Linked DNA regions of Mus musculus: all the other regions are linked to region 7. The links are chromatin contacts, called in public Hi-C, HiChIP or PLAC-seq and promoter capture Hi-C maps. All regions are on one chromosome and are shown on one strand. Each heading gives the region's core, a stretch centred on a gene start, on an enhancer-like site or on the middle of the called end of the contact. The rest is flanking DNA. Distances are from core to core; before and after follow the strand shown. Region 1 holds the start of Kcnmb3 (potassium large conductance calcium-activated channel, subfamily M, beta member 3). Region 2 holds the start of Zfp639 (zinc finger protein 639). Region 3 overlaps Mfn1 (mitofusin 1). Region 4 holds the start of Mfn1 (mitofusin 1). Region 5 holds the start of Pik3ca (phosphatidylinositol-4,5-bisphosphate 3-kinase catalytic subunit alpha). Region 6 holds the start of Gnb4 (guanine nucleotide binding protein (G protein), beta 4). Region 7 holds the start of Skil (SKI-like).

Region 1 (4,012 bases), core at 1,149-3,648, 1.4 Mb before region 7:
TTGAAAAATGGAAAGAGTGTGGTGTCCTGTGCCACTTGGGGTGAGTGCAGAGTTGTGGTCTCAGCTCCTGATCATCTCTATACTCACCTAGTTTCAGCTCCAGTCCTGAGCTTGGTAAACTTGCCTCGTTGCTGGGGAGGGCATCTACCTCTTCCTGTCTATGTGTGACTTAGTGACATGGCCTCGTTCTCGTCACATCTTGTCACCTCTCCTCTACACATCAGTTTACTAGCTATGACACCAGACACGTGAGATTGCAGGACGCAGGTCACTCGGTGATCTGATGTAACACCATCCCTAGGATTCTATTTTAATTGGGAAAGAAAATCAGCCATGGAGCCAATTATCATTTTTCCTGTGTCCTAAACTCCATGCATCCTGTAGGAGCTGAGAAGGATGAATAAGAGAAATGTCTTTATCTTTGAAGCGACACTACTCTGCAGGCCAACAGAAGACAAGCATCGGTGATTTCAGACTCACCACCGGTAGCCATGGCTACCATGGTAAAGATGGGAAGGTTGACTACAAACTAGTTAATAACTGAGGAGGAGCAAGGCAGAGTGGAGCTGCAAGAACAGGAGACCGGAGAAAAAGGCTGCCTGAGACAAAAGTATGAGAGGGGCTGGAGAAATGGCTCTGTGTTTAAGAGAACCAAGGTTCACTTCCCACTACCCATAGCCACACCATCTGACATGCCAGTTAGTTCTGGATCTGATTCTCTTTTCTGGCCTCTGCGGGCACTATTCATGCCTGTAAACATGTAGGCAAAACAGTCATACACATTAAATGAACAAATTAATTCATTACAAATGATGAGATATGCTCTTTCTCTCTCTCTCTCTCTCCCTGGTGGATATGGCTCAAGATGCGAGTGCTCAATTGTTCCTTCACTGTGTTATCATGGACTCTAACTCTCTGAAGCTGCAAGCCCAGTTAAACACTTCCTTGTAGAAGTTGCCTTGGTCATGGTGCTTTATCACGGCAGCAGAAAAGAAATGCATACAGTTAGAATTCTTCAGTTGTAAGAATAGAATTCATAGGAGGTTATACAGCTGGCCCTGCTCAAGCTGCTTTCACTGGGTCAGCTGGTCTCCTGTAGCCTGTCTGGACGCAGCAGGCAAAACTAGGAAAGGGCAAACCGAAAGGTTCACACGTAGCCCCTCACTTCTGTCCTATTCTCCAACTGCCACACTCCCTATAGAAAGTCCGTAGGTTCCTCCCGTCCTTGCGAGCACCTCTTCCCCACAGGAGAGGGTTCACCCTTCGATGTTTTGAAAGAAGTAGTATCCATTTTCTGTTGAGGTCAGTCTGGACATTTGCTGCCTCCTGTGTCTTTAATCTGCTTCAGAAATCTAACAAATATACTGTGATAAATCAACATGACCCAAAACAACCTGGGGAGAAAGGGCTTATTTGTACTGTATACACTTGGACACCACAGTTCATCACCGAGGGAAGCCAGGGCAGGAACTCAAACAGGACAGGGACCTGGACACAGGAAGGGGCCTTGGCGGAGTGTGGCTTACTTGTTCGCCTCCATGGCTTAGCCGACCTGCTTTTTTTTTTAGCACCTAGTGCTACCTCCCTGAGCTCTGACCCTCTTGCCTTTGCCTTCTGAGTGGAAACTATTGTGCCAGCTGTAAATCTAATTTTAAAAATTAAACGAATTAATATTATGATTGCCAGGTGTGTGTGTGCATGACCTGTTTGTGCGCTTGTGTGGAATTCGAAGGACAGTTTGGTAGACTTGGCTCTTTCACCTTCCACCTTCACTGGTGTCTGGGCATGGAGCTCAGGTCACCAGGCTTGGCCAGATGACCTTTTACCCACTGAGTCACCTCACAGGTTTGTAAAGCTATTCTTTTATTCAGAACAATTTTATTCAGAAAAGGCTACTATATTAAGCCTGTACCCAAACATAATATTTTGAAAAAAGAAGGGAATGTGTCTGGGACAGAACATTTCCTCTTCTTACACGTTGTGTATTGGGTATGTCTGTCCCCAATTACAGAGTCCCTGGGGCCTCAGAACTTTCCACAGTCCTATTGGTCTCTATGACAATGCACCTGGTGAATTCAGAGGAAACACAGGTGTCAGGTGGAACAGGCGCCAGGCAATGCTGGGGGAGTGTTGTTGGCTACAGAACCACCTAGGTACTCCATGAGCAACTATACCTGAACGTTGCTTTGCAGCCAGGCTGCCTGAGTTCCCACCTCTCTAGGAAACTTCTAGAGGACCCCGCCAGCTCTGGATGCAGCAGGGGTCCTGGTGTCTGTGGCTAGGCAGGGAATTGGCAACTCCCTCTGGGACTCCACTTCCGATGATGCTTAAGCCTCCTGCGCTCTAAAAGGGCACAACTCAGGCGGGGAGCATCCGATCCAGACATCTCCTGGCCTCATGCAGCCCTTCAGCATCCCTGTCCAAATCACGCTACAGGGTGGCCGGAGGCGCCAAGGGAGGTAAGTTCCCCACCTGAATCTCCCATCAGTGTGCCTCCTGCTAATCAAGGCCAGTGTGGCTACAATGCGGCATGCTGAAAGCTGAGTTTGGTAGGTGCTTTGAGGAGGCCAGCTTGCAATGCCTCCCAGGTACCCCTACCACCCACCTCTACCCCACCCCCACCTTTGGTTGCTGTTTTGAGACAGGCTGTCATGTAGCCCAGGCTGGCCTCAAGTTCTCTATATTGTTAAGAATGATCCTCCTGCCTCCTGATCTCCAGTGCTGGGATTCCAGGTGTGGACCACTCTCTACCTGGGTACACAGGTGACACAGGTGGTGTGGGCTATGGATCCCAGCACTGAAAGCAGTGCTCAGCAATATATCTCTTGTACGAAAGAACAAAGAAATGACACCAGCCTTTGGTCTTGTTGGTGAAGCCTTAATGGTCCAGACCAAGATTCAGGTTCCAGCTCCCCACCGAGGCAGCTGCATGACTCTGGGTCTTTGCCCCTCATCTTATCTTGAAATAGAGATACTTGTCTTTGTGTGCTCTAGCACGGTGGTGCCTTCCTGGAACTCTCTAAACTAGACAGGCCTGCATATATTATGTACATTCTAGCTTTATTATTATTATTATTATTATTATTATTATTATTATTATTAAGACAGCATCTCACATAGCCTGGGCTGACTGCAAACATGCTCTGTACCTGATGCTGACTTTGAACTGCTCTTTCTGCCTCCACCTCTCAAGTGTAGAGATTACTGGTATTAACCACCCAACTATACTGAGTAAGTGGGAAGTGAAAAAGATTATTTTAGGACCCTTCTCCCCAAGGGTATGCAAAGCAGAAGAATTTTGAAGTTCAGAGGAGTGGGGCCTTGAACTCCTGTGTGAGAGTTGGGGCAGCAGGACAGTCAGAAATGGGCAGAGGAGAGCCATACCAGGCTTTTGAAATATGATATTAGAAATGTTCTGGTACATTCTTGGGAAGAGGACACCTTGAAGCCAAGCTCTCCCACTATAGAAAACTTGGGTGGCTCTTAGCAATATAAGCAGAACTGGGAGCTGGGTACTCATTAACCTCCAGCTTTAACTACTCTACTGGGTATTTGGTTTAGGGCATGAAGGAGAGGCATTGGATGGGTTGGGCGTGGGTTCCAGGCTGGTAGAAGGGTCAGACCACAAAGTAGAGAGGCTCGCCCAGCTATGAGCTAATGCCTTTATGAGCAGGCAATTACAGCAAGTCGCTTCGTGGCAGGAGACAGAATAGCAACCAAGCCAGCGAGTGAACGTGAAGATGCTCCTCATGACACAAGCAAGGTGGAAGACAGTCCAGTCTGCCCCCAACGCATCCCTATGCTCACTTCCCTTCCTGACATGCAGAGGTGGATAGCTTCTTATTGCTCCCACCCTGCACTTGGTGGTGGCTTTTTATCAACCTCACTTGCTGTTTCACAAAAAGTTGCTAAGCAATTTTGTATTTTTTTTTAAAAAAGCAAATACCCAGAAAGATTCAGGCAATGACAAAAACCTTTCAGCTGAAACAAACTTCAGGGAGGTAGTAGTTGA
Region 2 (3,750 bases), core at 36-2,535, 1.4 Mb before region 7:
AACATTGAAGACAGAAAAAAAAATCCCATTTTAAAAAGGCCCAACTGCCCTCTTCCACATCAACAGCAGAGCTCAGTGGCTCACAGCTGACATCCCAGCACTCAGGAGGCTGAGGCAAGATTACACATAAAGTCTCTTGTGTCCTAAAAACAAAACAAACACATCACCCACACAGAGGCATCTTGGCACCTGGAACCTTCACAACACTTAATAGTGCTTCCCATAGACAAACCTTTTCAAAGGTTTCTCATGAAACCTCGGATGTCTTCACACAATGCCTAGACACTTTTTTTGTTTGTTTTTTTCGAGACAGAGTTTCTCTGTGTAGCCCAGCTGTCCTGGAACTCACTCTGTAGATCAGGCTGGCCTTGAACTCAGAAATCCGTCTGCCTCTGCCTCCCAAGTGCTGGGTTTAAAGGTGTGCGCCACCACTGCCCCGCACCAAGACATATTTTTAAAAGGCTGTTTTCGCGCGCATGTGTAGTCCGAGATGGTGTCTGATCTGGAGGCAATCATGAACCTACTCCAACTGGGTGTTCTCTCCAGCACCCAGCACCGAATTTTTTGAGACTGGGTCGTTGCGTTTTGAAGACGTTTATAACACTTTATTTTTTCACCTCCATTAAAACAAACAAACAAAAAATATTTCCAGGGCTCAGAAGGCGCTTACAGCTAAGCCAGACGACCTGGGTGTCTTCCCTGGAACCCGCAAGGTGGGAAGAACAGCCTCTTGGAAAGTTGTCCTCTGACCTCTACACTTGCGCCATGGCACACGTGCGCATGCATACACGCAATAAGCACGTACATTTTCAAACAGAAAGAGAATTTTCCCGTTCTAATTGAAGCCCGGCGTGGTGGCACACGCCTTTCCGGCTAGCCTAGGCTACACAAGTCCCTGTCACAGATTACAGGAATTCGAAGAGCGCTGGTCTGATTGGCCTCTCCTGGGAGCCTCTGTCCGTGAGGACTCAGGGCCGGGTCCCCGCTGGACTCCAGCGTCTCCCGCGGGAGCAGCCTCCTGCAGGCCGGCATAGGCCCCCCCGCCGCCGAGTCCACCCGAGCGGCCGACACGCACCGGGCCGGGCAGGCCCCGCTCGCCCCGCGGCCCTCGCTTGGCACGCAGGCCCCGGAGGCCGGCCCTCACCTCACGTAGCAGCGCAGCTCCGGCGAGACACGCCCGGATGATGGGACGGAGGGGGCTGCCGGGCCACCGCCCGCGCCCTGCCCAGCCGCCCGCGCCCTCCCCGGCCCTGCCCTTCCCTGCCCGCCAGGCCCAGCAGCACTCACCCCGTCACCCCGCGCATGCGCCACAGCGGGCCGCGAGAGTAAAGATGGGGGACGGGGGGCGGGAACCCTAAGGATGAGGGCGTGGCCTGAGCATGGAGGGGGCGTGGCTTCATGCTAAGGGCGGGGCCTAACAGCAGGACAAGGAGAGACTAGCAGTGCTGTCTAGCGTCCCCTACGGGCACATCCGGGCCGTGCCACCTTCCCCCCTGAGGTCAGCGCTGTCCCACTCATCGGTTTCCTGGAAGGCCGCAGTGATCGATCCTCAGGGTCTTCAGGATCATTAGTGTTTCACGCATGGTGGTTGTCCTCAAATCCCAACATCCGGGCTAGATAAGTCCAGGGCCGAGAAAAAACGCGATGTGACTCGAGATGGGTCCTCAGACCACACCCTGGGTTCTTGAAGTCTTGGGAGATTGGAGGTGGAGTTAGAGAAGGGAGAGCTGAAAAAATGGCTCCCCCCAGTTAAGAGAGTTTTATTTCTCTTCTAGAGAAAGCATGCACATGATAGTTCACAAACGCCTTTACTGTAACTCAACAGCAAGGGATGTGAAGCCTCCGCAGGCATACACACCTCCCCATCCCCCCACCTAAATACAAAAATAAATAAATCCTAAAAAGAAGACCTGATGGAGTGAACCGAGGTTATCACAAAGGATTGCATTCTGTCATTTAAATCCTTTTCGTACCTTGACCGTCAATAAGCAAAGGATTAAATTAGATGAGCATAAATAACTGTGAACATTGTTTTTGAATTATCCCTCGGGCTGACAGTAGATTTCGGTGGTTGTCTGTGCTTGGCAGGGTGAGTGCTGAGGTGTGAGCCCTCAGCGTTACAAGCAACAGTCCAGAGTGCGGCTGTGTGTTTTCTTTCTCGCTCCTCCTTCAGTGTTAAGAATGGAGTCCAGGGGCTGGAGAGATGGCTCAGCTGTTAAGAAAACTGGCTCTTCCACTAGGGGATTCAGGTTTTATTCCCAACACCCACAATGAGGTTCACGTCTGAGCTCACGTGTAAATCCAGTTCTAGGTCGCCTGAAGCCTTCTGGCTTCCATGGGCGCCAGGAACACAAGTGGTGCACAGACATACATTCAGGCAAAACACTCATACAGATAAAAATAAAATATATATATTTTAAAACATTTTTAAATATAATCCTAGCTCTCATCCACTGAGCTGCCCCACCCCAACCCCCTAATCTGGGTGAGAGTTAAAGAGGTTTCAGTACAATTTGTGAGTGTTTCTCGGTTTTGTAACTAAAGCCCTTAAGGTTCAACTAATTGTACGTGAATAGCTAAATCGAGTGGGGTAACTTATATCCAAAGTCACTTGCAAAGTCCCAGCCACGGTTCGTGTGTCTCACCAGCCCAGCGCCCTGTTCTTGCTGTCAATCACCTGGTATTCAGCCGGTTGTCACTGACACCCTCCCCCAACCCCATCACCACGCCTGGGGAAGTCCAGCTGTGCGCTTTGGAGAGACAGCGCCTTTTTGTGAGATTCAGTTTGGTGACCTCATAATCTGTAGGCATTCTCCTCTTAGACATGAATATTCAGGCACACCAGTGTAACCCAAAAGGAGTAAGAGAGGGTTCGCAGACCTTCTTTATTCCTAGTATACTTAGCATCGGGTACAAAATAGGGAATTGGGGCCTGATTGATTGAAGACTGTTGAATTTATAAAGATGCTGCCGGCGGCTACGGGTTTCTCGCTGTGAATCTAGTAGAGGACACAAGGGGGAGCCATGCGATCACTGTCAGTTATAGGGTTTCTCAGGCTTGCCCTTGAGTTTGACTTAATTCTCCTCTTGCCTGCGTCACTAGAAGGGGAGGGGGGAGAGACTATGTCATGGTATTTAGACAGCATGCATCATTGTTTTCAGGGCTCCCCTTTCCCCCTCCCTGGCAAGATGTGCAGCTATGTAAAATCTTGAAAGCCCTAGGATAACATTTTACAGGAATATTTAACCACCATCCTCCCAAGTTTTTGATACAGGTGTGTCATAGCTTAAATTTTTCCTGATCACAGAAATGTGTGTTATACAATAGATAGTAGAACAGAATTGTACTGGCTAGTTTTGTGTCCACTTGACACAGCTGGAGTTATCACAGAGAAAGGAGCTTCAGTTGAGGAAATGCCTCCATGAGATCCAACTGTAAGGCATTTTCTCAATTAGTGATCAAGGGGGAAAGGCCCCTTGTGGGTGGGACCATCTCTGGGCTGGTAGTCTTGGTTCTTAAGAGAGCAGGCTAAGCAAGCCAGGGGAGGCAAGCCAGTAAGGAACATCCCTCCATGGCCTATGCATCAGCTCCTGCTTCCTGACCTGCTTGAGTTCCAGTCCTGACTTCCTTTGGTGATGAACAGCTACATGGAAGTGTAAGCCAAATAAACCCTTTCCTCCCCAATTTGCTTCTTGGTCATGATGTTTGTGCAGGAATAGAAACCCTGACTAAGACAAGAATGAAGAAAG
Region 3 (4,015 bases), core at 909-3,408, 1.5 Mb before region 7:
AGAACTAGCACTGAGAAAGGATGAAAAGGTCTCTAACTCCTGGATGCCAGGAAGCAGCTTCTGAGAGCCGCAGACAGCCAGCCTGGTGAGGAGCTGCAGGACCCACCCTCAGGGGCCGCACAGCCGGTTCCACTGTTTCTAAAGGAATTCATCATTTAACCTTAACAATTCAGTCTTTACTCCAAACTAATGCTAAGACAAGGCGAATCACAACACTTCCAAAGGTGCAACCCCTGAGACAGGTCATTACCACAATCTCCGCAAGGCATCGATACTAAGAGTTAGTAACTTGTACTGAGGTCATTTCATAAAGTAACATTTCCCATCTTCCAAGTCCGCTTCCTCCTACAGTGCCTCTGCCGTTAGGATTCTCCACTGCTCGGGTGTAGAAACTGCTTCGAAAAATTCTCCAGCTCACTTTCAAGTTGAACAGCTTTATTTCTAATGAAAAGACAATGAATACACATCAACTCAATTATCCTAACAGTCTATAAGAAAAGTACGCTCTACCCAAACTTAGAAACTGCCCCTAAGCAGCTGCGGCCCCTCGATGAAACTCACGCATGGCTGGCCTGCTGTGCTCACAGGTCAGGAGCCTTGGGCTTCAACAGCAAACAGCCTAACACATGGCTTATACGGGAGTCACCCCTCGGGTCACAAGCATAACTGTCTTGGAAACTGCCTTTAAGTACTGTGTAAAGAACGAAGTTCTTTGCTACGTAAGGATCACATTAGAATCGTACTTGATGAAATCAAATTGCCTATGAGAGGAAGCTCTGACTCAACTGCCAGCCACCTATCTATGCAGCATATTTTCATTCCATTCAGGGGATGTACTCAACAGAAAATGAAATCTGTGTGGAGAGAAGAAAGGGCTTTTGGTTTTGTTTTGTTGTTTGGCTGTCTCTGAACATGTGACTAAGGTCACAGAAGTGAAGTGTACATAAGCCAAGAATGCCCTTGACTCTGCAGCAACCCTCCTGAAACGTGGGCAGAAGGGCTGAGCCCAAGCTGGTAATTAGGATTCCAAACAGTCAGGCCTTGGTGCCCTAGAACAGCTTCTAAGATGAGCGCAGACACCATTCTGATTGCACTGTGCACTCTACGCACAATACAGAGCGCACTTCCATACTCAGCGCTCACAGCCTGCTCCTAAGATGAGCGCAGACACCATTCTGATTGCACTGTGCACTCTACGCACAATACAGAGCGCACTTCCATACTCAGCGCTCACAGCCTGCTCCACACCTGGGCTCTGCTGCAGCCCACTGTTGGAAACCTGCTTGGCATGTGAATGGACTACAGATGGACTTCATGGACTACAGATACTGGCTTGCAGACTTCAGAGTACACTGGGACAGACTTGAAGCTTGCTGCAGACCCCAAACTTGATTCATACCTTGTTGAGAATCTACACCTTACAAATCTTTACAAGCATAACTGTCTTGGAAACTGCCTTTAAGTACTGTGTAAAGAACGAAGTTCTTTGCTACGTAAGGATCACATTAGAATCGTACCCATAGGTGAGTGCTGTGCTCACGGCACACTCGGGAAGGATCTATCATTGACATGAGTAGCATGTAGGCACAAACAGCTTCATTTCGCTAATTACATAAGCCCCAAAATTCAGGACACGAGGCCAGTCCTGCAACCTGCACACTGCCAAAGCTGCTCTACTGTGTAGAGCTACATGCACTGCATGCCCTGAGTTGGCAGTGCTGCTCACATGGTGTTTAACAATATACCACGACACAAGGCAAGCAGTTCATGGTTAAGAACTTGAAGTAAGTACTGCCAACTTAGGCCCGACAGTGACACCATCACCCACCCGTATCCTAGAGGATCCATAATACATCACAACAGAGCAGAATTCTTTTTATCAGGACAGCTGCACTTTCACTGCTTCAAATGCAAGTATCCTCAGGCCAGGAAAGAACAGGTTAGTTTTGGGTTTTCTCTGAGTCAGGTCTTGGGGTCTAGGATGACCTCGAACTCACTATGTCCTTGAGCATGACTTTGAACCTGCTCCTCCTAGATACCTCATTAGCATAGAGAACTCTGTGTTCTGTGCTAGGTGGCCAGTGGTCATGCTCTTTATGTGGGGAGCTGTGGTCAGGTGTTCCAGGCAGGAATCTGGTCCAGAGTACGTGAAACACTACTGTCCTCAGGTGGGTGCCAGGGCTTCTGACCCCACTGACCTCACCAAGTTTCCTGGCATGATCCACTGCCCTCAGCCCTGAAAGGAGACTTTGAACCTACTTCTGTCTCCCAGGCGCTGGGCACCCAAATGTAGCCAAAATGCCCAACTGTCATCTTTTTTTATTGGATATTTTCTTTATTTACATTTCAAATGTTATCCCCTTACCCAGTTCCCGTTCCCTGTCCCCGAAACTGCTTCTATGAAGCTCCAAGTGTCATTTTTAATTACTGAACTTTGTTCTCTCCTAGCCTAACAGCGAGTAAAGTCCTGTACGTCCCGTTTAATTCAGACGAGCTCTCCTGCTGCAACTGCCTTTTACCGGAATCCCAAAGCAGAGAGGGTTAAATGTGGACAGTCGTTTTCTTTTTTAAAAAACACTTATTTTTCCTTTCTGAGTGTTTTGCCTATGTGTGTATACATGTACCACTCGCATGCCTTGTGCTGACTAAAGCCAGAACAGGGCACAGTATCTCTTGAAAGTGGAGTTACAGGTGGCTGCTGGGTACCCTTTGCTGTATAGAGGTTTTTCAGTTTTGTAAGTTCCATGTGGATGATGGAACCCACCAAACCCAAGTAGGGTCCTCTACAAAAGCAGCTCTTAAATGATAGATATCTCTCCAGTCGCAAACATGGAAATTCTTAATTTAAAGCAACGCAGGAAGTTAATTTAAAAGTTATATTTACAAAGTCATTAATGACTTCATGTAACTACATTTTGAATGTGAGACAAAACTAGATATTCATGTTATTGATGGTGAAAAAGTTTGCCTTAAGCCAGGCAGTGGTGGCATCTTTAGTCCAAGCAGTTGGGAAGCAGAGGCAAGCAAATCTTAGTGTGAGGCTAGCCTGGTCTACAGAGAGAGCTCCAGGATAGCCAGGACTGCACAGAGAAACCCTGTCTCAAAAACAACAACAAAAACCAACAAAAGGTTTACCTTAAGAGCTTTGAGTTGTTCTGTATTTTCTCCAGTTGGTCTATCTCTTTGGATAATCTTGCAATTTCCTCTTCCAGATGTTTCTGAGTAACATCAACTTGTTGGCACAGTCGAGCAAAAGTAGTGGCCATTTCTCTAAAAGAAAAAAAGTGAATGTTTCCTAAAATGATCACATATTAAAGAGAAAAACTTTTTTTTTTTTTTTTTTTTTTTTTTGAGACAGGACTTCTCTGTGTAGCCCTGGCTGACCTGGCTGGAACTTGGACCAGGCTGGCCTCAAGCTCAGAGATCTGCCCAGCCTCTGGAGTGCTGGGATTAAAGGCACGGCCACTATGCTCCTCAGCTAAAGAGGAAATCTTTCATAGCTAAGCCACAGGGCAGCACGGCACTTATAAACGTTATTGTAATTAAAGACTGCAGCCAGAGCGCCGTGAATACAAACGGGATGTGACCACGCAGAAGGCAGACAGACGTTAAGACTGCTAGAATAAATGAGGCAGCACTACAAGACGGGCATGCAGGAGAGGACTTTCTGAACAGAGCTCCATTAGCTCAGGAATTAAGGCTTACAAAGCCTCTACACAGCATAGGACATGATCAGCCAAGTGAAGAGACCCCTGGGGTGGGGGTGGGGGCAGAGTTTTTGACAGCTGTGAATCTGACAGAGGACTAATATCCAGAACTTAAAAAGAACTAAAGAAGACAAAGAATCAAAAACAAACAAACAAACAAACAAACAAACCCCAAACTGCCTAATTAAAAAAATAGGCTTTGGATCTGAACATAGTCCTCAAGAGAAGGAAAAATGGATAAGAAATATCTCAAAAACTATTCTGTATTCTTAGCAATCAAATTAGAACAACTCTGAGGTTTCATCTTG
Region 4 (4,099 bases), core at 1,434-3,933, 1.4 Mb before region 7:
TGGAACAGAGTTTAAAGCCATTGGAAGCTACACAGCCATTTCAAGGCAAGTCTGATCTCAAAAGGGTAAAATAAAAAACTGAAGTGGAAATAATAAAGCACCTGCGTACACTTTCAACAGTAACCTTACTAGTTTAAGAGGTACCCACCTTCAACAAAATGTGAGCCCTCAGTAACAAACTCCAGTAACTGGCCGAAGATTGCAGTGATGGCTTTCTTTGCCAGCACAAAGTGCTTCAGTGGAGATACCGTTTCTGCCATTATGCACCTAGGTTGAGAAAAAGGTTAGAAAAGCAATAATTAAGCCGGGCGTGGTGGCGCATGCCTTTAATCCCAGCCCTTGGGAGGCAGAGGCAGGCGGATTTCTGAGTTCGAGGCCAGTCTGGTCTACAGAGTGAGTTCCAGGACAGCCAGGGCTATACAGAGAAACCCTGTCTCGAAAAACCAAAAAAAGAAAAAAAAAAAAAAAGAAAAAAAAGAAAAGCAATAATTAGCCTGTGGATGACAAATGCCTGGAGTCTCAGCTACTGGGGCAGGCTGAGGCAGGGGGTGCACTCACACCAGGAAGTCCAGTTTTACCTGGACAATGCGACATAGCAGGGCTTTCCTCATCTCCAAAGCTCTACTTAAACTTAACAATGAGGGGCTTGAAGACGTGATTCAGCAGTTAAAGAGAACTGGCTGCTCTTCTAGAGGACCCAGTTCTATTCCCAGCACCCACATGGCAGTTCACAACTGTCTTAAGACTCAAGTTCCAGGGGTTCTGATGTCCTCCTCTGGCCTCCACAGACACAGGTACACACATGGTACACCAAAATTTGGTTGCATATATATGCAATCAAAATACCCGTACACATTTAAAAAAAAAAAAAAAAGCTGAATGATAAAGGTGTGGTGTTACACACCTGTGATCCCAGCCAGGAGGAGGCTGAAGCAGGCCAGCCTTGGTAAACCTTGTTCAAAACGAAAAACTCAAAATCTCTCAAAACAGTTCAGGTGGAGGAGACTAAGTTCAATCCTCCAGAAACCAAGTGGTTGAAGGAGAGAACCAACTCCAGCAAGTTGTTCTCTGCCTCCAAACACCAACTGTGAAAGTCTACCGCTTCCACATATAAGTTAAATATAATTTTAAAAACCATATGAAAACAGGGCAGTGGTGGCGCATAGTCCCAGCACTCAAAGACAGCTGGATGTCTGTGAGTTCAAGACCAGCCTGGTCTACAGAGCAAGTTCCAGGACAGTCAGGGACACACAGGGAAACCCTGTCTCAAAATCAAACAAATAAAAAACAAAAACAAAAACAAAAGAAGAAGAAGAAGAAGAAGAAGAAGAAGAAGAAGAAGAAGAAGAAGAAGAAGAAGAAGAAGAAGAAAGAAGAAATGAAATGTGCATGCCTCCAGGGCTAGGCAGATGTCTCAGTGCTTTAAAACACTTGTTGCTCTTCAGAAGGACTTAAATTGGTAGCTCACAACCACCTGTAACTCCAGTTCCAGGGGATCTTATGCCCTATTCTGACCTCAAGGGCACTGCGCAGAAACTGTGGTGAAACATGCATCCGTATATGGAAGAAAAACATACACATTAAAAAATCTAAAAACAGAGCAAACATTTAAAATCATGCTTAGTCTGATACCTGCTAGTTCATGCCTCAATTTCCTAATAGCAAAAAATTAACCTGGCCAAATAGATAAAATACTTTTTAGTATTATTTATTTATTTACAGAAACCATGTTAGTCAGAAACCAAAGATTACTCTCGAGTGATCTCCCATTAAAAAAAGAGAAATTTGCCTCCTGTCATGTTACCTGTAATTCAGTTACTCAGGAGTGTCACACAGGAAAAGCTGAAAATTCAAGTCTACAAGAGGCAACAGAGTGAGATCAAGGCTTGCCTGGGTCTCTCAGTGACACTCAGTTTAGAAACCGGTTTAGGGATACAATGGCATTTGCCTAGCATGGGAGACCTGGGAGGGGCTCAATCTTCAATCCTGGAAGAGTAGATATGTAAATAAATGTAAAATCGGTAAAAGCTAGTAACAAAAATCTTGGTTGTAATCCCTAATTTATTTTCCTCGAGTGAAGATGAAACTAGTTTAGCTAAACTAAGTTTCCCAGTTAGCGAAGAAAATAAAAGAATGCCCAAGTCTTAATGCAGTACAGACACCAAGAAGGTAGCAGCTTTCGTCACAATTACGGAGTCAAGACTTAAAGAAGGCATGAAGGAAGGCTTCAAGCCAAAGTCCCCAAACTTAAAGGAATGTTGAATTTAAAGTAAAAGACGTTCTACCTGGAAGCTCCTATGAAAAGCCACCAAAGACAAGCACACGCTAACGCTGGTGTGCGTGAAAAGAAGCGCCGTGGCCACCAGGAGGGTGGCTCCCTCCGGAATCCTGAACTGACGGCGCGGAGGAGGTGCGTGGGGAGAGGAAGCCGCGTGGGCCGAGAGCCTGCCCAGCCGGGTGGATTCCTACCTGGACAGGGCCTTCCCTCAGGCTGGCCGCCCGTCGCCCTTGCCCGGCCCGCCGCCCCGGCCCGTCAGGGCGCTCGCGCTGCGCCGGTCCGGAGCTCGAAGGTCACCCCGGACGTCGCCACCCGCCAGCGGACACTCACTCCGTCCCTGCTCCCCACTGTCACCCAGCAACCACAGCTCCGCCACAGCCCCCTGGCTGTCTCATCCTCCCGAAAGAGGGGAGGTGCCCAGAGGAGGGGCTAGGGGCGGCTACTTCCGGCGCTTCGGATCTCCTATTGGCTGACGCTTCGAGACCAGAACTGCATATATTGCGGGCGCCATTTTCCTTCAGGGCTGAAGGCGAGGTTTGTTTTGGGCAGGAGTTCTTATTAACCACTGGGCTGTTTTCTGTTCCACCTTCCAACTCCTCCCCTTGGTTTTTCCCTTCAGAGTTTTCAAAGCTCAAAGGCGCCAAGTGTGAAAAGATGTCCATGGTTATCTGAGGGTGTAGGGGGAGAAGTACCCCAAAACCACATAGATGTTTATCATGCGGGGGGGGGGGGGGGGGTCGTCAAAACTTTGACTTTTCCAATTGCTCTGGTCTTGATTGGTTTTCTGGGGTTACTGGAGTGAGCTGTGTGTGTCTACTTACTGTAAGAGGTATTACTCAAGAAAATTAATTGTTCATGATTTAAACTTTGTTAGGAATCACCTGGGAATCTTGTTAAACCATTGATTGATTGATCGAGGGTGAAGCCCAAGGACTCTACATGTTCCACCTTCCAAGAGAGGTTTCACAGCATGTGTCCTGAGAGGTTCTTTACAGAGTTAGCAAATGAGATGCTTTTGCCAGGGAAGCCCCTTTATCCATATGAATGGCAGCTACCTCATCTATAAAATACTAAAAATGCCTACTTCATGAATTGTGGGAAAGTAAATGGGTTAGGGTGTAAAGTGCTTAAAACATTGATGGGCACCTGCAAAAGTTGGATAAATAAAAATAAAAGTTGGATAAAAAAGTTGGATAAATACAGTGAATGAGATCATTTCAGACTATGACTGCTATTATGGGGGGGGGGGGAGATCAGGACAAGAGGATAGAGTGAAGAAAAATGAGCAAGGTGGAGCCAAAGAGGTATGTGTTTTCTGAAAGGATGTCATTTCTCAGGTCATTTCAGGACTGTTACTGGGAATATCTGGAGAAAAACTGTCCAAGACACATAGGAAGGACAGTGCTAAAATGGATGAGTTAAAAAAACAAGCATGAGCTGGGCGTGGTGGCACACACCTTTAATCCCAGCACTCGAGAGGCAGAGACAGGCAGATTTCTGAGTTTGAGGCCAGCCTGATCTACAAAGTGAGTTCCAAGACAACCAGAGCTATACAGAGAAACCCTGTCTCCAAAAAAAACAAACAAACAAACAAACAACAACAAAAAACAAAACAAAACAAAACAACAACAAAAAGAACTCACAAACCCGCTGTCACAGCCTCCCAAGTGCTAGAATTCAGATCTGTGCTCTCACTCTGCCTAAATTTGAAGATTTTTGTTTTGGGTTGTTTTTTGGAGACAGTGTCATTTTATATAGACAGTCCTGGGTCCTGGAACTCACTATGTAGAACAAGTTAGCCTTGGACTCACAGAGATCCAA
Region 5 (4,005 bases), core at 350-2,849, 1.3 Mb before region 7:
TTGTTCCTTATTTCCCTTCTGATGATTTTACTATTCTGATGTGGTAACATTTGCTTCAATCACTCGTTCTGCAATTTTTTTTAAATGTGTACTTGCCTATTTTGCTTATTTTGAAAAATGAACGATTTAAAAAAAAATATGGATGACTACATATTTCCTATTGTCTCCCTTTAAAAAGTCCCACAACACGAGGTGGAAAAAAACAAAAAAACAAAAAAAAAACCCAAAACCCTAAGTCAACAAAACCCAAACCCAAAAAACAAAACCAAACACCAAACCAACAGTACCCTTTCAGATAATTTTGACAGATACTGCAGAACAGTTAATCTGGTAATTAAAAATTTCCAGAACACGTGATGTTTATTTATACCGTGATCTACGCTGTCAACCAGAACCCGACGCTTTAGTTTGAAACAAAAATACCTTACAACTTGAATTCACAGACACGGTGGTAGATTCTTGGATTGCAGTTGCAGTGGGAGCCCACTAATCAAAACACCGTGTTTTGATTTGTCCAAATTAATTTAGCAACACAGTATCTTTTATTTTTATTTTTCTTGGCCCAGGACTTTTCTTACAACGCATCATTAAACACAAGAGATTCGACATCACACGATGTCAACAAATACCAAGAGAGGCTAGCTTCCAATATGGTCTAAAGTGATTCAAAAGTTGCAGTGGCAACGGCCAGACCGGAGCTACCTGGGCTCTATCTACCCAAGCCGGTTTCCCCAGGGTCCCGCGAGCCCACGCCCCGCGTGTGCACAAAGGCGCAGTGGAGGCACGAGCTTTGGGCTGCAGTCTACTCTGTCCCCCACAGACGCAGGCTGCACAAGCCCTCCGCTGGTCTTCCATCTACCCACGTAGAGCGGAGGCTGACACCGTCCGCGAGCGGCAGAAGAGGCCGCACGGTCCCTGGATCGCAGGGGAGGCACGGAGAAGACGAGCGCCCGCGAGCCGACACCCGGCTCCGGAAAGGAAGGCCCGGCGAGAGTGAGGGCGGCGGGGCTCGCCAACACCCGACCCCGGGGCGTGCGGCCCTGCGTGCCCTTCCCGGCCTCGCTGCGATCGCGCGATGGAGGAGGACCGGGCGGAGGCCGGGTACGAGGAGAGGGGCCGGGAGCCCGCCCGCCCGCCCGCCCGGAGCCCGCCCTCCCTGCCATCTACTCACGCTCCGGCTTCTCTAGGCTGCGCGGCTCCCGCCGCATCGGGTCCCGGCCCCGCGGGCGGCGGCGGCGGCGGCGCCGAGGGAGAGGACAGCGGGCGGCGCGGCGCCCGCCTCCCGGGCCCTCTCCCCCGCCGCTGCGGAGCGGCCCGGCCGGGCCCGAGCGCTGCCTCGCCGGCCGCCCCAGCCCCAGCCTCGGCCGCCGCGGCACCGGAACTGCCGCTCGCTCGAACGCTCTCTCCGCTCGGCGCCGGCCCCGCCGCACGCCCCCACCCCCGGCTCCGCTCGCCGGCGCCCGGGCTCTTTTTCCTTTTGTTTCCAGAATAAACTTTATTGGTCTCTCTTTCCGCTCACATCGTGTAAACAAACAACGAACTCTTCCCCACCCCCTCGGCTCCCCCCTCCTGGGGCAGAGGAGGGTGAGAGCTGAGGAGGGGCCGAACTTGCAACGCCCCGGAAACAGGGCTGCAAAGACCGGAAGTGAGGCGGAGAAGAGGCCGGGCAATGGGCAAGTTCGGGAACAGTGACTCACTGCGCCTGCGTCCTGCTCTTCCGCCCCGAGTGGCAGTGCGAGTCAGCGCTGCAGTCGTAGCTCAGGCGGTGGTGTCATCCTGGGACGGCGGACGTGTCAAACCTATTAGCTTCTTCCAGCGGCAGTCTGTCTTGGGAGAAGCAGACAGGAAAGTCGGGAGCGAGGGATGCCCAAAGAGGAAACGAAAGGAGGGCAAGATGAAGGGTGGCTCTCCCAAATTGGATGCGGATTTCAGGAAGAAGTCTTTTGCAAACACTGGTTTAAATTGTAACCCACTCCGATAGCCCTCTGCAGTCTTTAGAGGTCTTTGGCTATGTCCAGTCTGTTTTCCTTGTATCCCAGCTATAGAAGCTGTGTTACTTTTTCATTTTTGAGGCTTCAAAATAGTTATGCTGGCTTTAAGTACGATTCAACGTGGTGAGGTACTGCCTAAGGTTTTGGTTGCAAGGAATGAGATATGTTGACTTTTAAACGATGCAACCCCAGTAATCCCACCACTCAGGAGGCTGCCGGATCTCTGAATTCCTGAGTTCGAGGCCAGCCTGGTCGAGAGGCGGGGGCGGCAACAGACGGACAGACAGACAGTCGGTATCCTGCGTTTCTCTCCTTACGGGTCTTTTATCATATTGAAAAAGCCTAAGGTCCAGAATCGAAGTCAGAGCCAAGTCCGGCAGCCTAGTGCCCCCTGGAATTTTTAAAGTGTAGAGGACAGGAAATACACTCAAAACTGCCACGCGTCCTCAACCTCGTCTTAAGGATTCATTCCTCTGTGTTTTACTGGACTGTCTGTATTTCCTGTTTTCTTTCTTTTCCACCCTAAGGCCTCGTTTTAATCTCACATTCCAGGGAATCTGAGTTTTAAAATATTTAACTAGTCGTGTCCGGCAGTTTCAGAACACCCTTATCCCCGGTCGAGGAGTTAAATAACCTTGAATTTCATAGTTAATCTTAGGTCCTAAAAGCATCATTACTTAAATTGTGCTTCCTGTGTGATATTAATAGATAATACTTGGTCAGGGAATTTTATGCTGGGAATAGTTTGCTTTCTAATTTTTTTTTTTTTTTTTTTTTTTTTTTTTTGGTTTTTCGAGACAGGGTTTCTCTGTGTAGCCCTGGCTGTCCTGGAACTCACTTTGTAGACCAGGCTGGCCTCGAACTCAGAAATCCGTCTGCCTCTGCCTCCCGAGTGCTGGGGTTAAAACCACGCCCAGCTGGGTTTTTTGGGTTTGTTTGTTTGTTTGTTTGTTTTTTAAGCTAGGGGCCAAACTGGGGACTTTGTGTATGCTAGCAAGTCCCCTACTACAGAATTACAGCCTTGAATTCTTTCTGCAGTATTGCTAAATGTTTAAAGTATGTTACACATCTGTGGGATAGAATCATTAAAATACTGAAAGAAAAATGCTTTAGAGGAAAAGAAAAGTTACTTATTATTATATTATTAGACTGTGAAGCAAGCAAACCAAAATGCATCAGAATTAAATAATTTCACCATAATTCTTCCTTTATTAGAATTAACTTATTTACTTATGTATTGAGACAGGATCTAGACATGAGCCCATGGGTTGGCCTCTGTCTCAGCACAGTCTTCCTGCTTCATCAGACCAAGTACTGAGATTACAGGTGTGAAACATCACAACTGGTTAATACCATCCTAAGCATTTTGAGGCCGAGATGTCCACAATAAAGCTATTGTTTCATGCCAAATCACTAAAATTATGACCATAGTTATTTGTTTCTAGGTTGGGTTTTTTTTTGTTGTTGTTGTTTTTTGTTTGTTTTTTTTTTTTTTTTTTGACGCAATGTCTTAGTAGCTCCTGCTGGCCTTGAACATTCTGTACTTCTGTGGATGAATTTGAAATGGTGGTCCTTTGGCTTCTGCCTTCCAAGTATGGGGTTAGAGGCATGTACAATTATTCTCCTGCCTTCGGATTTACTACCATTGCTGGGGTGATGATTCACAATGATTATGAATTTCACTGGATCAAGAAACACCTATGGAAACTGCTGAGACTCACCTCTGGGTGTGTCTGGTGGCATTTCCCAAGACAGGTAGATCAGGAAGGCTCTGAAAAAAAAATCAATGGATTAATCCTTTGATGGATTCATAGTATAATGGCAGTGTTGGGAGGTGGTGGTAGGGAAGTGGTGGGATTCAGGGCCCAGGGGGAGGAAGTAGATCAGGGAGGTTAGGGGAAGGCTCTATCTTGCCCTGGTCTCTTCCTATATTTTCCTCTCTCTGCTTTGAGCTCCAAGAAGTGAGAAACAGTCTACTACACTCCAACTTCCATGATGTTCTGCCCAGGCTTGG
Region 6 (4,021 bases), core at 361-2,860, 1.5 Mb before region 7:
CCCAGGTGCTTGTCTTTCAATATACAGTTGACAGTAGAGTATTTCTCAGAATCCTGCCATATGGGACATGCTTGTGCACAGGATTATGAGGGAGGAAATCACAACAAAGGAAAATAAGTATCTGAGTTGGTCTAGTCAGGTGCCATGTTATGTGACTTCATGAAACAAGCAGAATCCTAGTGGGCCTCAGTTTGCTAGTCTGTGAAATGGGGATAAATGACAGAGGCAGGCTGAGGCAGGGAGCCTTAGAAATGCATGTCCTCCCTAAGTACCGGCTTCCCCTTGTCTCCAACCTTCTAGTTTAGGACTTATTACTGAAAGATGCCATCAAAAATTAGACCACTCCGGCTGCAACCTACCATCCTGACTCTTTGACGTGTAAGTCTGGTACTTCTTCATTTTCTTCTAGTATTTAATTAGGGAAAGCAAAACTTTGGGGAGAAACCACTTCATCATCCTGGTATCTTGGTGTTTTCACATCTGTGGTGGGGTGGCTTTTACACAGAGCAGATCTTCTCCCCAGTCACATTCAGACTGCTGTTTGGCCTCCTTGCCGGTAGGTATGAGTGGCTTTTATTCCAGGTTGATATGGAGCAGCTGATAAGGAAGAATGGAAGGCCGCGGGGGTGCCAAGCTCTCCTGATATTCTTTAAACCCTTCTACAGCTCTGCAAGCCTCTTTTACCCAGCTCTGTTTCTTTAAATTGTTTGACGTCAGAAAGAGAATGCTATAGCAACCGTCTGTCAAAGTGGAATTAACTCCGAAGAAAGATGGGGGTGGGGAGAGGAGCAATGCCCCTGCAGAAGAAACAAATTGGAGGGAGACATTTAGTTTATAACATGTTCAGTATAAAACGCCGGAGAAATGCGAACAAAGTCGCTTGAGATGCACTGAGGTGCACTAGTGTTTAAAGAGCAGAGACCTGGCAGGGTGCTGGGAGAAGGCCTTCCAGTCATCAGTGACCACAGAGTAACTTCCGAGAGCTGACAGTCAAGAGGGCAGGCTCTGTGCGAGCATAGGTTTGTTCAGGAATGTTTACAGCACGTTCTGGTGTTGGGGGTGGGGAGGAGGGCAGTATCACTAGCTTCGTGTTCCCAGTGAACCTCGGGCATCCACCGACGGCTGCTTGGCTGGATTGACTTCAGATTTTAGAGCCCAGTAATTGCAGACTGCATCTGTGGCTCTCCTGGCTCAACCCTGCAGCCCGCCAGAGCAGAGCAGCCTAGGCCAGGCCCAGGCGTGAAGAAGTCAGGCACTCAGCTTAGACGGCGCGTCCAGGGGCACACTGATAAATCGAAACTGCAGGGGATGCGCTTTCCGCTTCCCAAAGCCGCAGAAGCTGCACGCCTTGCCAGCGCCCACCCCCTGCACCCTGGCCCAGGCCACGCGCGCGCCCCCGCCAGCCCCCTCCCCAACACACACGCACCCTGGCCCTGCATGCGCCAATCAGCCTCCACCCAGGCCAAGCGCGTTCTGGGTTCCCCGAGCCCCTGCAAGCGCCCCCCGCCCCGACCGCGCTCGCTCCCGCCAGCCCCGACCCGAGCCACGCGCGCCGCTCTCTCGGCGCGTTCCCAGACCCTCTCCCCGGCCTCGCGCGCCCCCGCCCCCGCCCCCGCCCAGCGCGCCGCGCCCGGGTCCCCGCCCCGTCCGGCGTGCAGGGCTCTGGGTGTGGTCGCCGTCTTGTGTGGTGGAGCCAGCTAGCGGTTCGCGACCCGCAGCCGGGCGCCCAGCAGTAGCGCGGTGGTGGCGGCCGGGCTCCAGGTAGGTGGCGAGCGCAGGCGGCGGGCGTCAGGGCTCCGTGTGGACGCGGGTGGCGGGCGCTGGGCTCCGTGTGGACGCGGGCGGCCGGGCGCGGGGCTCCGTGTGGACGCGGGCTCCCCTGCGCTCTGCGAGGCCCGGGACGGCCGGAGGGTGCGTCCACCCGGGAGTCTAGAGGACGGTAGCTGCAGAGAATGCCCCCCCCCCCAACACACACACACACACACACACACACACACACACACACACACACACACACACACAGCCTCCCGCCATCTCCACCAAGTTCTCCACGGGCTGCTGGAGCCTCAGGTTGTTGTTTTTGGACTGATACTATGTCCCCAAAGCTTGGTTATTTTTAAGGTGGGTGATAACGGATTTTGGATATTTGCAAGTTTAGAACTAGAGAAAGCGGTTATTTTTTCTCGTCTTCTCCCCGCATCTCTTTCTGCGTTTTCAAAGTTGAGAGAAGGCTGACAGTGGTGGGTGATTTTGTTTTCTCTACTCCTTTCCCATCCACCCCCCCCCCAAAAAAAGGTGAGTATTATAACCTGCTGTAGACCCGCGCCCTACTAGGGAGTTGCCTTAAGACAGAATTGTAATTATTAGTCCCTTTCAATATCGCGAACTCGGACGGTGGTGACCTTTTATATATTTCAGCTTATCAGGATGTGATGGCTGGCATGCTAATGTGAGAGGGAGAGAGGTTGTCTTTTACAGGGGTCTGACCAAACTGTATATCTGGTCTTTGCCAGCATTCATTGCTGATTCTGAAAGTTTACTGTATATTTTAATATTTTGATTAAGAGCACTTAAGGAGTCTTTTGCTTTTGCATTTGGGTTTGCTGGTGAATTTGAAACCGAAATAGAAACTTTAAAAATATCATTTAATAAATATTGCCAGACCTCTTGTCTACACGTTATTAGACCATGACGCTGATTCTTCGTGCTGTGGTTTGCTTAACTGCATGCCTTAAGCCTATGAGCAATACACAGGAAGCAGTTCTGAGTTGCTGGTCTTTTATGAATAAACATTTCAGCGTGTGTTTTTACTCCTTAAAAATAGATCCTGAAATAGATCCTGGGACAATTTCAAAACTAAGAGTGGTATCTAAGTTGGGCTTTTTTTTTTTTTTTTTTTTTTTTCCCCATCACCAAATATTGTCGGAGAGTGAGTGAATTCTCTGATTTCTTTCAGGTGTGTTATTTAAGTTTGGTGGTTTGGCTATTCCTTTCTTTGCCTTGCTGGCTAGTTTAATCAGATTTATTAAAGGAATTGTTTACTGAAGCTCTGTCCTCTCATCAGGGGCAGTGAGCTATTCTGTTCTGTCATCTCTGGGTCACTCCTCAAAGGACACATTATACCTTCCACAGGCAAGGCGATGTTAAATGACTCACTGTGGCCTTGTAACTGTTAACTCAAGTTGGAGTCAGGACAAGATCCCTCTGTCCGCAGAGTGCATGCTTTTCCTGCAGAACACATTCAGTTAGTCCTAGGTCCTGGGAAGGACCCTCAGCCATCACTGATGTACACATAAAATTTCCTTGACATGTCAGAAACCTGTGCTGGTTTCTCTGCTGTGATTGGTGCCATTTACTGGTGTTACTCTGTATAGCCACCCATCAGCCATTCTGTTCCTGGCATCCCTGGGGTCAGTGACCCTTTTCCTGAGGTACAGTTACTCTATTGGCATTAAACTGGTGGTGGCTCCTACAAACTAATACCCCTATTTTGACATGGGCTCCAGAGAAACAACTACCACCACTTTGGGAGGATGGAAGCAGGGTAGCAAGCAACTCCAGGTGTTGTGGAGTTTCAGCTCCAGCAGATGAGGCAGGAGGGTGTTGTTGAAAGGGGTTCTAACCTGGGCTACAAGGAAGCCCCTGTCTCCCAACAACAACCTGCTTTATAACGTGGGAATTCTTTGATATCCTTTATGTGTTAAGCCAGATGTTCTCACAGCTGCTTCCTGTACTACCACCCCCTTACCCTGAAGCTTCTGTGTCTGGTTCTGTGGCTCCCTTACGTTGTTGTGTAAATATGGTGGTGTATCTACTGAAAACACACTTTTCTCAATGTGGTGTTCTACCTCAGTTACTGTCCTATGTCTTTCTGTCTGTCTTTCATTTTTTTCTTTCTTTTTTTTTCTCTTCTCTCTCTCTCTCTCTCTCTCTCTCTCTCTCTCTCTCTCTCTCTCTCTCTCTCTTTGTTTGTTTCGTTTTGAGACAGGGTTTCTCTGTGTAGTTTTAGCTATCCTGGAAC
Region 7 (4,295 bases), core at 1,221-3,720:
GCGTGCTCGCCATCCGGCTCCACGGATGCATCTCCATAGTCATCTAAGTGCTCCTTCTTCACCTTGGTCAGGGTTTTCCCATTGGCATGAATGTCGGTCATCATTTTTTTCACAGGAGGACTGCCATCATCCTCCATGCCGTTCAGCTTTTTATTTGAACCCTGAACTAAGGAGAACTTAGACTGGAGGTTTTCCATGGCCACACTGGTGCTTTAAACGATTAAGTCTGCAACTGGCATGTTGTTCTCAGTTCCTAATCTGAAGAGAAAAGGGGAATGTATACAAATACTTATGACTCACTTAGAAATGTTTACTTTCCAAAGATGAATTTTCTTACTCAATAGATTGTACAACTCTGTTTTGGTTTAGCTGTACTTTAAGATATAATTGAAAATGCTACAAAACTTCTCAGTTTTGTTTGCTTCTAATAACAAATAAGAATATAATCGTAAGCACACTTCTGAGAAAATCACTTCAGGTATTTATATTAAAATAAAGCTCAATTCAAGAAGTCCAAAGTTCGGTGTAATGGTTGAGTTTGGTTGGTTTTGTTTTTTAAGCAAAGCATGTGGGAAGTTTATACCATGACTGTATCCTGAAACTACACCCAAACATGAGTTACAATGACGCAATGGGTTTAATTTTTGCCAAGAACACCAAAAAAGAAGAGGCAGGTATCGTCCCTGAAAATGGTGATCTGCTGCTCAGTACTGATAAACTGAAGACTCCACCTGAACTTTTATAATTAAAAATATACATATACTAAATGAAAAAGCTGTCCAGTTTTATCTTCAGGGATTACAGCTCATTCTTCTTTTAATTGATCTGGAAGAGAAAGGGGTGGGGAGTTACATTTGAATTAGCTCCAGAGGCCAAAGGGTCTGTTTAAAACCAGTTTCTTAATCTTCAACTCAGTTCATTTTACCAAAGGTAACACTTGGGTGGTTTCTTCCAACCTAACACCAGTTATCTAAAAGAAACTTCATCTAAATAGGAAGCAGTCCAGACGGTGGGTAACAGAAGCATTAAATAATGCCTCTCCAAACAAGGACGAGTACACAAATTTAGAATACGAATAACCAAACCTCAGTACCAGAGGCTTTCTCAACTATGCATGCCATTTAAATTTTAAAAAACAATCCTTTCTCGTTAGAAAAAAAAAAAAAAAAAACCTGTAGTTTCTGGTCTCCCCACCCCCCAAGATACATGTTAATATACCTACCATATGCAACTAAACTTCAAGTACATTCATACATACTATCTTTTTGGAATGAAGAAGAAAAAAAAACTTTCCCTTTAAAAGGTTAGCGAATTTGCCTAATGGAAGCCAAAAGCTGTAAGACTCCACGCCTGGAAATCTCCATCCATGAGCAAGACTAATCCGGGACAAAAAGCACAAGGCAGACAGACCTCACAAAGAATGCAAATGGAGGCAGAGTGGCGAAAAAGAGTATTCATCCACTTCCCTCCCTGGAGAAAACCCAGTAAAAGCCGACAAATAAAAAGCTTTGCTTCTAAACTCCCAGCAATTTATGTTAACACAAACCCAGAGAATTATGGACGAAAGCCACCTAGCCACCGTACTGTGACTTTCGCCACTACAGGGACACCTCAGCCAAGGCGAGCCAAGGAAAAGGGCAGAAGGCATGACCTAGACCAGGGGCGCCCCCACAGCCCTGCGCACACGCAGAGACACCCACTCATCATCAACCCAAAGGACAGGGAAGCAGGGGACTCCCGGCGTCTGGTGAGGTGAGAGGGGGCAGAGGAAGTAGGAGTCCTCCCAACCCCCACCTCTGTGACTGGGATCACCCTAAGTGCCCTCCCCACATCGCCCCACTGCGGGGGCCGCCGGTGGAAATACCCCACGCCCCCGGCCCGCGGGAAGTTCTCTAGGGTTACCTAGGCGCCCCAGGGCTGCGCCTCCCCCCACTTGACCCACCCTGAGCCGTGGCACCCACAGGGGCGCGGGCAGGTTAGGCGCCAAGCCCGGAAGCCCGCGTCGCCGGACGCTTAGAGCTGGGGCCAGCCCGGGGCATCCCCGCCGAGCGCAGACGGCCGGGGGATGGCGGCGATGACCAGGGTCCAGGTCTCCTGGGTCCCGGCGGCTCGGGTCAAGTGCACCGCCATCCCCTCCCAGCTGACCCGTCCCAGAATCCGCGAGGCCTGTACACCCGTGGGACCCCCGCCGCGCGCCCTGTGCCCGCGACCCCGCCCGGGACCCCCACGCATCCCGGACGCCCCACTCAGGCCCTCCGCGCCCGGGCAGACCCCCGGGCTCTGTGCCCTCCCCATCACCCCCGCCGCCGCCGCCTCAGCGCCCCCAGAGGCCGCACGCCCCTCGCGTCCCCTCGCGACCTGCGGCCGCACCTGTGCCCGCCGTCGCCGTCGCCGTCGCTCGCCAGCCGCCTTCGCTGTGCCGGCGCCGCTCCGAACCCCACACACATCGCTACACACAGCCTCTGACGTCACCCGGCCCGCGGCCCGCCCACGTCACTGCGGAGACACGGCTTCCCGCAGACGCCGCCGCCGTCTCCGGCCGCCCGGGGGACAGCGAGGGCGGCGGGCGGGGGAGGGGAGGGAACGAAGCCAGCGGCGCCGCGCGGCCCCGCGCCAGCCAGCCCCTCGGGCGCGCGCGCCGTCTGGCCTATTGTGGCTCCCGGCGGGCTGCACACTGCAGGCTGCGCGCGCGTCCCCAGCCCCGACCGGGGCGCGCGCCTGGCGCCTCGGCCGCGCACGCGCGTGCTCCCGCTCCCCCGCCCCCCTCGCGCGTACCCCGCGCTGCTGGCCCGGCGCGCCGTCTGGGCGGCTGGCGCACGGCGCTGTCTGCGGTGCCCGGCTCAGACAGGATGTTCCCTCGGCCCCACCCCCGCCGCCCTCCTTCCTTCCTCGAGTCGCTCAGCCGGCTGTCTGGGGCCGCCCTCGCCACGCCCGCCGCCGTGTGGCGACGGGCCAGACCTGGGGGCGCCCTGGCCGCCGGGCCGCCGCGCTGCGAGGCGGGGGGGGTGAGAAGGGGGAGAGGGGGCAGGGCGCGGCGGGCTGCACTGTGCGCGACCCCGGCAGCTGGCCGCGCCCGAGGTCAGGCTCGGCCAGCAGCCCCCCTCAACCCCCGCGGCCGCAGCTGGCCGCCCGGCCCCGCCCCGGAGGTGGCCTGCGGGTGGCTCCCCGCCGCGACCCCCGGGCTGAGCCCGCCGCGCAGACGCCCCCGCGCTGCCACCGCCCCCCCCCCCGCAGCGCCACCACCTGCCCCCGTGCTCCCCGCTCCCAGTGTTGCCACCCTCCCCCCGCCCAGTGCCGACGTCGCGGGGCCTCTCGCCCCCGTGGGGCCTCCCGCCGCGGCCGCCCTGCCAGCTGCCGGTGAGCAGCCCCGCCTGGCCGCTCTGGGGTGGCCTGACCCGGCCGCCATCGCCCCAGAGTCCGCGGTTTGCGCACCGCGGGGACAGATCTTGCTGCCCCAGCTGCTCTTAGCCTCCATAAGTGACCCATTCTGATTCACTAAGCACTTTGGTTGGTGTTTTCGGGTGTGTTTTTTTCTTTCTTTCTTTCTTTTTAATTTTTCCAGAGACGGTAAGAGGTGGAGGAAGATAACCACTTTCGGCTGCCACCTCGAACCGCCGGCGGGGGTGGGTGAGGGGACTTCCTAGCCAACGTATCCAGGATAGCTCGAATATTCAACTCTGTGAAGCTAGCCCGTCATATTTCGAAACACCAAGAAATCCCCTTTTCTCCACCCCACCGCAGGATCAGGAACTGAAATAGCGCAGCGAGTAGCACTGCGCAGACTTAGGGAACTCGAGCTTCGGCGACGGTGGCGCACCCCACCCCCACCCCACCTTTTTTTTTTCTTTTTTTTTTTTTTTTTCCTTTTCTCGCCGGGTTTATTTTACCGCTTCGGGGTTACTCATGTTTGGGTCTACATTTGCAGTTGTCCAATTGGGAATACTTTTGTGCTTGAGGATTTTTCGTCCTTTTTTTTTTAACCCCCACAATAGGTCTAACAAATGTCACCTCTCATCACCGCCTCCGCCCCAGCTCCTGTCGGCCCCCATCTCCGTGCTCCCAGGTCATGCCCCTCTCCCACCTCCTACTCGACGCTTCTTGACTGCCTGTGTGAACATGAATAATTCCGCAGCACTTCCCATCTGTTATTGCCATAGAGACAGAAGCTCAGCAAAGATAATGATGTTCTGTGCAGAGCCAGTGGGGGAAGAGCAGCATCTGCGAGTCTGGGGGAATAGATGGTCTAACCGCCAGAATGTTCATAAGCCCGACTGGAAAGCTGAGGCGCAACGCCA

What was found. Promoter capture Hi-C pulls out the DNA fragments that hold promoters and counts their contacts. Hi-C and Micro-C count contacts between places; a contact is called where the count stands out from the background. HiChIP or PLAC-seq counts read pairs in DNA pulled down with a chosen protein or histone mark. Capture Hi-C pulls out chosen DNA fragments and counts their contacts.
Region 1: a Hi-C map of B cells shows a contact between it and region 7, with 9 read pairs. The contact joins the promoter of Kcnmb3 here to the promoter of Skil in region 7. A contact is called at or near these places in 7 of 39 promoter capture datasets (3T3-L1-derived adipocytes, the C10 cell line, hippocampal neurons and 2 more), 2 of 484 Hi-C or Micro-C datasets (B cells and CD4 T cells) and 3 of 115 datasets of contacts at active chromatin or transcription factors (embryonic stem cells, large pre-B cells and pro-B cells).
Region 2: a contact with region 7 is called in a promoter capture Hi-C map of liver, with 5 times the contacts expected there. The contact joins the promoter of Zfp639 here to the promoter of Skil in region 7. A contact is called at or near these places in 10 of 39 promoter capture datasets (the 3T3-L1 cell line, the C10 cell line, cranial neural crest and 5 more), 4 of 484 Hi-C or Micro-C datasets (B cells, CD4 T cells, CD8 T cells and 1 more), 8 of 115 datasets of contacts at active chromatin or transcription factors (astrocytes, bone marrow-derived dendritic cells, embryonic forebrain and 5 more) and 1 of 9 other capture datasets (liver).
Region 3: a contact with region 7 is called in a promoter capture Hi-C map of liver, with 4 times the contacts expected there. The contact joins the enhancer-like site here to the promoter of Skil in region 7. A contact is called at or near these places in 3 of 39 promoter capture datasets (the 3T3-L1 cell line and liver) and 2 of 115 datasets of contacts at active chromatin or transcription factors (bone marrow-derived dendritic cells and large pre-B cells).
Region 4: a contact with region 7 is called in an H3K27ac HiChIP or PLAC-seq map of thymic regulatory T cells, with 10 times the contacts expected there. The contact joins the promoter of Mfn1 here to the promoter of Skil in region 7. A contact is called at or near these places in 8 of 39 promoter capture datasets (the 3T3-L1 cell line, 3T3-L1-derived adipocytes, cranial neural crest and 3 more) and 5 of 115 datasets of contacts at active chromatin or transcription factors (bone marrow-derived dendritic cells, embryonic stem cells, forebrain and 2 more).
Region 5: an H3K27ac HiChIP or PLAC-seq map of bone marrow-derived dendritic cells shows a contact between it and region 7, with 13 times the contacts expected there. The contact joins the promoter of Pik3ca here to the promoter of Skil in region 7. A contact is called at or near these places in 12 of 39 promoter capture datasets (the 3T3-L1 cell line, 3T3-L1-derived adipocytes, the C10 cell line and 7 more), 3 of 484 Hi-C or Micro-C datasets (CD4 T cells and embryonic stem cells), 10 of 115 datasets of contacts at active chromatin or transcription factors (acute myeloid leukemia, astrocytes, bone marrow-derived dendritic cells and 7 more) and 2 of 9 other capture datasets (adipose tissue and liver).
Region 6: a contact with region 7 is called in a promoter capture Hi-C map of embryonic stem cells, with 5 times the contacts expected there. The contact joins the promoter of Gnb4 here to the promoter of Skil in region 7. A contact is called at or near these places in 11 of 39 promoter capture datasets (the 3T3-L1 cell line, the C10 cell line, the HPC-7 cell line and 6 more), 1 of 484 Hi-C or Micro-C datasets (embryonic stem cells) and 6 of 115 datasets of contacts at active chromatin or transcription factors (bone marrow-derived dendritic cells, embryonic stem cells, large pre-B cells and 2 more).

Annotation. Positions count from the first base shown.
Region 1 is chr3:32,490,355-32,494,366 of GRCm38.p6, reverse strand. Kcnmb3 (potassium large conductance calcium-activated channel, subfamily M, beta member 3) reads left to right here and starts at 2,398. Exons shown (of 4, transcript NM_001195074.1): 1 at 2,398-2,459. The coding sequence starts at 2,398.
Region 2 is chr3:32,508,127-32,511,876 of GRCm38.p6, reverse strand. It overlaps Zfp639 (zinc finger protein 639), which reads right to left and starts at 1,285. Exons shown (of 7, transcript NM_144519.4): 1 at 1,145-1,285.
Region 3 is chr3:32,573,489-32,577,503 of GRCm38.p6, reverse strand. It overlaps Mfn1 (mitofusin 1), which reads right to left. Exons shown (of 18, transcript NM_024200.4): 17 at 3,136-3,270; 18 at 1-441. The coding sequence ends at 363. Among named protein-coding and RNA genes, the nearest start is that of Gnb4, 41 kb to the left of the region's middle. Within about 2 kb of position 2,158, at least 7 of the 459 cell types and tissues checked have an H3K27ac peak or open chromatin away from gene starts, as enhancers often do. A contact at or near this core is called in liver, where this site is marked.
Region 4 is chr3:32,528,066-32,532,164 of GRCm38.p6, reverse strand. It overlaps Mfn1 (mitofusin 1), which reads right to left and starts at 2,683. Exons shown (of 18, transcript NM_024200.4): 1 at 2,470-2,683; 2 at 149-267. The coding sequence starts at 260.
Region 5 is chr3:32,394,659-32,398,663 of GRCm38.p6, reverse strand. It overlaps Pik3ca (phosphatidylinositol-4,5-bisphosphate 3-kinase catalytic subunit alpha), which reads right to left and starts at 1,599. Exons shown (of 21, transcript NM_008839.3): 1 at 1,172-1,599.
Region 6 is chr3:32,614,179-32,618,199 of GRCm38.p6, reverse strand. Gnb4 (guanine nucleotide binding protein (G protein), beta 4) reads left to right here and starts at 1,610. Exons shown (of 10, transcript NM_013531.5): 1 at 1,610-1,761. Gm52622 (a long non-coding RNA gene) reads right to left here and starts at 1,589. Exons shown (of 2, transcript XR_003954599.1): 1 at 923-1,589; 2 at 1-797.
Region 7 is chr3:31,093,233-31,097,527 of GRCm38.p6, reverse strand. Skil (SKI-like) reads right to left here and starts at 2,470. Exons shown (of 7, transcript NM_001039090.2): 1 at 2,371-2,470; 2 at 1-825. The coding sequence starts at 197.